Linked DNA regions of Mus musculus: all the other regions are linked to region 1. A link is a contact called in public Hi-C data. All regions are on one chromosome and are shown on one strand. Each heading gives the region's core, a stretch centred on a gene start, on an enhancer-like site or on the middle of the called end of the contact. The rest is flanking DNA. Distances are from core to core; before and after follow the strand shown. Region 1 overlaps Cabcoco1 (ciliary associated calcium binding coiled-coil 1). Region 2 holds the start of Cabcoco1 (ciliary associated calcium binding coiled-coil 1). Region 3 has its middle 15 kb from the start of Gm40683.

Region 1 (2,677 bases), core at 113-2,612:
TTTACCCTTTCTCCTTTTGCATTTCCGTTGGCCCTGCGGAAGGCTTGCCTGCAGATGAAGCTATCTTGTGGAGAATAATATTCTCTCTTTCCCTGAACAACTACCTACCTGTGGTTTGCAGAAATTACTGGAGACAACACACCATGACGGATGGAAGCAGAACTACAATGGAAGACACTAAATCTTTTTGGTTTTATTCTTTTGGCGGGGGCGGGGAGGGGAGCAGCGGGGGGGGGGGGTGACCAGGGATACTTTCTGTTGTTTTGACAGCGTAAAGTCCCTGTGTAAGATGAGGCTGAGGCAGAGTTTATTTGGCTCATTTTAACTTCAAAGAGTTCTGGTTGAACTCCACAGTCATCAAGAAAATTGGGAAAGGGGGTGGGAAGCCTTCTTAAAAGTTTAGTAAAATGAGTTTCATCTAGAAATCTAGCGTTCAGGAGGCTAAACGGTTAGGATGTTTATAAAGTGCTACGAAACTTTGAGAGAAGTCAATGCTGTCATTGTCCCTGACTTTGAAGACCCGGCGTATCTATTTTAAGTAATCTGACATTAAAAAAATGTGCTGACAAATATAGATTTGAAAAACAACACAGGAAGTTGTAAATCAGCCCGTAACCCTTAGCATGGAGGAAGCAAGAGACCAGGGAAATGTAGCCATTTGCTTTAGTCAACCCCAGCCGTCCTGTCCTTTTTAACTGAAGAGAGTTTGCCAAAGGCATGATGTTTACATTTCAGATCTCTTGCTTTCTTTTTTGTCTTACTCCTCGTTTGTGTGCTTCTCTCGTCTCCAGTAGGCTCATAAATTATTACTAGGAAACATGTTATCATAGGTATAAATATTTCCCTCTCTGGTTAGCTCTGCTTGGTCCCCCTGCTACCTGTTTTAATATCTCCTAGTTGAGTCCTAAATTGTATTATTAGGGGCAGTCTTCAGGCTGACAGGGAAAAGGGGCTTCCTGTGTCAGAGGCGGCGCTGCAGGTCACTTTCTGGATGTTGTTACAGTAAAGGCAGACTCACTTTGGAGGAGTCTGGGTCCTTCCTCTTTACACACCGAGTTCTCTAAGAAAACTTTTTGCCTATATTTAGCAGACTCTGCCCGTTTACTCTTAAACACAGCTCGGAAGTATTTTGGTGATATCTAGATTCTAAGCTGGAATGTTCTAGATATCCAGGCTCCCTTTACCCTACTCCAACCCAGCCTGATGTATATTGAAATCCTGGACAGACTCCTCCTGCTTCTATCGAGAGTGAGAGCAGTTTCTTTGTGAAGTCCTTCTGAACTGCTTTAGGTCATCTCTGGTCCAGTTACAGAAGACACATTCCATGTTGCTGAATTTCAAACGGCCTTTGCTCTGTTTACACAAGTCGTCAGAAGCTGCCCAGACCCAGTGTTTTCCTGTAGTGATATAGCATATCTCAGCTGTACAGCCTGTGTGTTCTGGAGTTTTACTGGGCAGGCCTGGGCTTGCCCACTTACCCTATGTTATTGTCTTTTCAAGCCTCCCCCGTTTTCCAGCTTCTTTACCTTACTGATATCAGTGGCTTCACTTCTACAGGACACAAAGTAGAGTAATTATTCCCTCTGCCCAGGCCTAACGCTCAATCATCCAGGAAGCTCTTCGGGAACAGCTCCACAATGTTTATACATCTGCCTTACTTTGGCTCTTTGCCTTTCTTTTCTTTTTTTTTTTTTCTAATGTTTTTTTTTAATTGGGTATTTATTTCATTTACATTTCCAATGCTATCCCCAAAGTCCCCCACACACTCCCCCACCCACTCCCCCACCCATCCACTCCCACTTCTTGGCCCTGTCGTTCCACTGTACTGAGGCATATAAAGTTTGCACGACCAATGGGCCTCTCTTTCCACTGATGGCCGACTAGGCCATCTTCTGATTCATATGTAGCTAGAGACACGAGCTCAGGGCGGGGGGGGGGGGTGGTGGTACTGGTTTGTTCATATTGTTGTTCCACCTATAGGATTGCAGATCCCTTTAGCTCCTTGGGTACTTTCTCTAGCTCCTCCATTGGGGGCCCTGTGATCCATCCAATAGCTGACTGTAAGCATCCACTTCTGTGTTTGCTAGGCCCTGGCATAGTCTCACAAGAGACAGCTCTATCTGGGTCCGTTAGGCAAAATCTTGCTAGTGTATGCAATGGTGTCAGCGTTTGGAAGCTGATTTTGGGATGGATCCCCGGATATGGCAGTCTCTAGATGATCCATCCTTTCATCTCAGCACCAAACGTTGTCTCTGTAACTCCTTCCATGGGTGTTTTGATCCCAATTCTAAGAAGGGGGAAAGTGTCCACATACCTTTGCCTTTCTTGACCCTGCTCGTTTGCATCTTTGAAGCCCAAGTTCTTGCCTTCACAGACCTCAGGCTCCAGTTGTAAGAATTGCCAACGTTTTCTAACTTGTTTTACAAAGTGCAAAGTGACTAAACACACTGCGGGTGCTCAGTAGATATTTTTTAGAGAGAGGATGGTTAAAAAAGGATGGAGGGGCCTTGAGGTTGCTCAGAAGATAATGGTGTTTGTCATGAAAAGCTGGCAGCCTGAATTTAAGTCCCAGACCCCGTGAAAGGTGGGGACAGAGAAAACTAACTCCAGAGTTGTCCTCTGGCCTGCATGTGTGCTCCATGGTAAGAAGATCTCTTCATACACACCTCCCAACTGC
Region 2 (2,677 bases), core at 109-2,608, 95 kb after region 1:
CTATGCTGGTTTAAAAATTATGTTAACTTACATTAGCGATCACAAGGGAGGAATGAGCTTAGGATCCAGTTTATCATGTTAAAATGTGCATTTAATGTATGCTAATTTTATTTAGAAAGGCTCATGGGAGACCCTGCAGGCTTAGCGGTCTGCCTGCAGTACTGGGGGACTTGGAGGGGGTGGAGTGGGACTGGCTTGCTTGCTCCCTTGTTGAAGAGGAAGGCATGAAATTACTGGCTTTGTGCTTCCTGACTGCTGAGTCTGCAGCGAAATACTTATCTTCTTCACAAAGACTGTTGTTGTTTGGACTAATATGGAAGCTGAACAAAGCTGTGTTAATTAACACTTCATTATTCACTCCTCAGAGTCTTTAAAAAAAAAAAGGAAGGGAAAAAATAACCTCATGGAAACTGTACTTGATAGACTCAGTGAGGAGATTTAAACAGTAAAAAAAAAAAAAAGATGGCTTAGCTGATGCACTTGCGGTTAAATTCTTAGCAAGGAGTGCAGCACCTTCTGCCAAAACTGAACACCTGACCTTCATCACTAGGACGCATATGGACAACCATCAAGTGGTCCTCTGACTTCCACACTGAGCACTGGGACTGGGACTTTCATCCACCCACCCACAAATAAGTGAAAATGCAATAGTAATAACCCTTTAAGCATTAAGTCTAGGGTCACGATGAGTTAATGCTCCACACACATTGATAGCTGGTGCTAGGAGGGGGTGGTAGATGACCTTGTGTTACCCAAGAGGTCCCTGGAGTACCAGGGACAAATTCACTATGAGCCATGAGGCCAGGGGCAGAGAACAGACTCTCAGCTCAGGGTGTTTGGTCTTGTCTCCTGGGACAGGGACAGGTGACAACAGAAACTAACCATGACTCACTCAGAAAGCAGCAATCTTTAACACCCTTTGAACAGTTGTTGATCTTCCCAGTCAATCAATGGCACTTGCAAAAAGGGACGGGTCCCCTTTAAGATCAGAGATTACTTTTTGTTTTTCCAGTTAAAGATTTGCATATCTGTGAGGCTGCGTGAGCCTGGAACTTTCCAGAGTAAGCTCACAGGGTCTGTGTGAGCTTCAGGGGTCCTGGAGACCTCTGCCCCAAGGATCAGCTTGCAAGCCTTTACCGCTTGAGTCCCAGGCAGCTCTGACCTTGACCTTGAGTGACCTTGGTGTTAGCCAAGGACCCGGTACTGGACTTCCCGGAAAGGGACACATACCTCAGAGTCAGAAGTGCTGCCTACTGGCGACACCCCAGGGGTGGTCAACGCCCAGGAGGTCAATCCTGTGGACGACCCTGACACGTTTTCTTTAGAGGAAGCAGCCTTCATCGCCAAGGCAACCGTGGTGGGAGGCAGTGACGCCTAACCGAAGCTCAGGCCCCGCCCACTCACGGGAGCCCGTGAGGCCACCTGCTGCTCGAATTACAGTGGAAACTGAGAAATTTACTTCAGAAGCAATTCTGGAGTTGACACAGAAAGCTAACTCTAAAAGGGAGACGATAAGCGATTTGGGGGCTCTGGCTCTTAATGGTTGATCTTAAGCAATTTTTATAACGTTTAAAAGTCTGATCCGTGGCATTGTGGTCTTCAGTAGGAAAAACTGACTCTAATTTTAGAGGTGTATATTTAGCTAGTGATGGAAGGGGCAATCTGCAACTTACTTCAAAATACCGAGAGAGGCAAATGGACTTGTGAATTAAAATTGCGGAAGAGGTGGGGTTAGAACACTGTCTCCTCTAGCAACTGTTTGAAATTTCCATAATACAAAGACTCTAAACAAGGAGGTATTAGATTGGGAGTATGAAGAGCCTCCCTCCACCCACTCCACCTTGGTAGCCCAGGCTGAAGAGGATCTTGAATTGCTGACCTCCTACCTCCAGCTCCCAAGAGCTTACAATCAAGGGCACCATACCCAATTTATGCAAGCACACACTGAACCCAGTGTCACCCGAGTCCTGGGTAAACACCTTAACCACTGAGCTACAAGCCCGATCCTACATATTTGGATATTTTTTGGTTATTCAATGCTTCCTTTGGCTGCGGGATGCACCATACATTTACCTGCTTGGAGGCTGCTACCCACGCAAGACGCTTACTGTCAAATCCATACACTACGGGGTCGGTTCCTCCACGCATACAACAAAATCCCAACCCCTAACGGCTTCAAAGCTTTCCAAAGAGATCAAACCGATTATTGTATTAGAAATGTTCAGGGGATCTTGTCACCTCCTAGTGTTCACAGTGCTGGTGTCTGTGTTAAACTTTCCTGGCTGGATACATGCTGTGCAAAGCCACCAGCTTACCAAATCAGAATGCTTCTCTCCAGTTGCCTTTCAGAGAAAATTTAACATGTTCTTGTACGTAGCTTTATAACCATGTCTGTCCCTCAAGTGTTTTCGTAGTTTAAACAACCCAAATCCTGGTATAGCCCACCTCTATTCAAGAGTCATCTGTAGCTTAATTCACAGACATTCCATCTCTTCAAGCAGGTTGTAATGTCGCTTTTCCTTGGAATTTTTACTCTTCGAGGGACTGACTGAGTTCTCAGTACAAAGTATTAACTCAACAACATGGCTATGACTTTTAACCCCACTTTAAAAGGATTTTAGAATGTGTTCAATTAGTGAAAATACAGTCAATTCATAGTTATTGCCAGACTTACTAT
Region 3 (2,677 bases), core at 71-2,570, 76 kb before region 1:
TCTCTAATTCATCTCCTTTTGATGAAAAGATGACATTGTGATTTGGTTTTAAGGGAATTTGACTTAGGGAAATTGGCTCAAGAGTGAAAAGGATAGAAAGATAGGAGAGATTAGATGTGACAGAAGGAGAGATTAGATGTGACAGAATAATGAGCTATCTAGCCCTGAGATGAACCTGACTGTATTGTCCCTTTGTAGCATGTGTACAGCTATCCTCATTCAGGTGGCTGGCTTACTGTTGTGACCACAAGGGCTCTCTAGAAGAACAGAATACGAAGACTGACTATATATCCAAGGGAGATTCATTAGATTGGCATGTACCAGAGGATCTTGGTAGCCTAAGGTTTAGAACTTGGGAGTAACTCAGTCTGCAAAGCTGGTGCTGACAGCCTAGTGCATCCCTAGGCAGACAGTTGTCTCCAGTCCATGCTGGAGCTGGGAGAAGCTGGTTCTCGTATCAGGGAAGGGATGCAATGGTGTATAGGAGCTCAGCCTTGAGCGGGAAGATGTGTGGGCAAAAAGCAAAGCCTTTTCTTCACATCTCTCCGCTGCCCGTGATGACAGCAGAAGGAGCCATCTGTATCTGTGGCAGGTTTTCCTACTTCCTATTACCAAATAAAGAGCATTCTTCACAGGTGTTGGCCAACAGCTTGTCTTTCAGTTGGTTCTAGATCCAGTCAAATGGACAACAAGATGATCGCACAGACCATCTTTCCAGACTGGCATGTCACCTCCCTGAGAGCAAGGAGTAAAGATGACATCCACCCCATTCCTCAGCTTATATCCAAGGACTTGTACCTATAAATAGGTAGAAGATGAGTCAATGAGTATCCATAGAGCAAGCAAGGAAGTTCTGTGTAGTTTTGGTTAAATGAGGAGCAATGTACTGTCCCCCAGTCTCAGGGACATGGTAGTTACCTGATTATCCAGTTGTCTTGGTTGTATAGTATTCCTGTTAGCCTGGCAGAGAGACAGAAAGTAAAGAAAGGGCCTGCATTCAGATTAAACAAGAGAGGCCAGATGGGGACAATTTAAAACTCCACAAACATGTACCATCTATGGGCCAGGCATTATGGGATGGCAAGGGGGAAGGCCATACAGGTGAGATTAAGATCAATTGCATCAGAGTTTGAAAGGGGGCAAGATTGTGGGCTTGGGGTGAATAGTAGCCTCAAAGAAAAGTCAGCGACTCAAGTAGAATTTAGATAACGCATGAGATGTTTCTAGAATAAAAGCAACAGGTACTCCAATAAAAGCCAGAGGTGTGCTGAGCACTCAGCGCACTGTTTACTTCATTCATTTTATTTCGTCTTTGTAGATCAATCAATGAAGCAAGGCTGTAATGAGGAAGTAACCTTCCCAGGGGAGCTGTCACTCGAATGTGGGCCTTTCCAACGGTAATTTTTGCAGAGTGACGATGATAGTTAACAGTTCTCACCTTCTTTCTCTACAGTGGGAAAAGCCCGTTCTTTGTTGGATCAGTTCAAGACCCTTTGCCTGCAGACTTTTATGAGTGAATACACCTCAATGAGAGTATCAGTCTCATTATATTGCAACTGTCCAGGAACATGGAGAGAGAAGCCATGTGAATCTGTTGCTTCCTTCAGATGAACGATGGGCATCGATTTTGTAGTATAAGCGACTGATAAAAGAGAGGATTTCTCAACATAGATGGAAGTGTTCAGATGAGCTCAATGGCCTCCAGAGGCATGTCTTAGGAAAAAACCCTAGATCCCAGATTGACTGCAAGTGGGAGTTAAGGACAGAGGAAGAACAGAAGCGATGAAGAAATCACTCATCTGGCAACGACCCAGTGAGAACTTTCTTCGAGGTACAGGAAACAGTTTCTTGTCATGAGCCCTTCATGGCCATCACGGCAGGAAACAAGATGACCTGGAGGTTTCTGAAGATGTTAAAAATATTTGAATGGCTACCTTGAAGCCAGGAGAAAAAGAAGGAACATATCCGACCAATGCATAACCAGGTCTCCTTGCTTAGGAAGAGGTTAAGCTCTTGTTTAGAAGTTCACCCTGTGTTAAATACTTGAAGTTAGCAATGTGGCAGGACATTCCGCACTCTCTGGAGTGGACATGGGCTTGGCTGGGCTCTGGGAAGCTGCAGAAATGAAAGCAGGAGGCCAGGCATTTCATGTGACATACATGCTTACTGTGCTTCATGCGGGCCTCCGCTTGGTTTTATGCTTTAAGTAGCAGTTCTCAACCTGGATGTTGCAACGCCTTTGGAGGTCGAATGGCCACTTCACCTGGGTCATGTATCAGATATCCTGCATACCAGATATTTACATCAAGATTCATAACAGTGGTGAAATTGTAGTTATGAAGTAGCAACAAAAATAATTTTATGGTTGAGGTGGGAGGGGGGTCACCACGGCATGAGGAACTGCATTGAAGAGTTGCAGCATTAGGAAGGTTGAGAACATTGCTTTACAGGGAATGTGTGTGTGTGTGTGTGTGTGTGTGTGTGTGTGTGTGTGTGTGTGTGTGTACATTACCTTGAATTCCTGAAGGTTAAGTCAAGGTAGACTACACCTCTTGGACTTTTCTGGTGACATTTCATGCAGACTGCTGCGTCTGGCAAGACCACTTGTGAGGAACCCCCAGTTACTAGTATTTAAATGAAAATCTGCAGATTTGTGATTTCTGGGGAGGGGTCAGCA

What was found. A called contact is a pair of places that touch in the nucleus more often than the background predicts.
Region 2: a Hi-C map of liver shows a contact between it and region 1, with 3 times the contacts expected there. The contact joins the promoter of Cabcoco1 here to the enhancer-like site in region 1. A contact is called at or near these places in 2 of 39 promoter capture datasets (liver and pre-B cells), 1 of 15 datasets of contacts at CTCF or cohesin (the NIH/3T3 cell line), 11 of 484 Hi-C or Micro-C datasets (CD4 T cells, CD8 T cells, LSK cells and 7 more) and 2 of 9 other capture datasets (liver and pancreatic islet).
Region 3: a Hi-C map of B cells shows a contact between it and region 1, with 2.3 times the contacts expected there. The contact joins two enhancer-like sites. A contact is called at or near these places in 20 of 484 Hi-C or Micro-C datasets (the AML12 cell line, B cells, CD4 T cells and 14 more) and 2 of 115 datasets of contacts at active chromatin or transcription factors (embryonic stem cells and pancreatic cancer cells).

The regions. Positions count from the first base shown.
Region 1 is chr10:68,445,464-68,448,140 of GRCm38.p6, forward strand. The region is part of intron 5 of Cabcoco1 (ciliary associated calcium binding coiled-coil 1); the gene reads right to left. Among named protein-coding and RNA genes, the nearest start is that of Gm40683, 60 kb to the left of the region's middle. Within about 2 kb of position 1,363, at least 135 of the 459 cell types and tissues checked have an H3K27ac peak or open chromatin away from gene starts, as enhancers often do. A contact at or near this core is called in B cells, CD8 T cells, LSK cells and 6 more, where this site is marked.
Region 2 is chr10:68,540,517-68,543,193 of GRCm38.p6, forward strand. Cabcoco1 (ciliary associated calcium binding coiled-coil 1) reads right to left here and starts at 1,359. Exons shown (of 8, transcript NM_028491.1): 1 at 1,231-1,359. The coding sequence starts at 1,341.
Region 3 is chr10:68,369,826-68,372,502 of GRCm38.p6, forward strand. No RefSeq gene overlaps it. Among named protein-coding and RNA genes, the nearest start is that of Gm40683, 15 kb to the right of the region's middle. Within about 2 kb of position 1,321, at least 5 of the 459 cell types and tissues checked have an H3K27ac peak or open chromatin away from gene starts, as enhancers often do. A contact at or near this core is called in B cells, where this site is marked.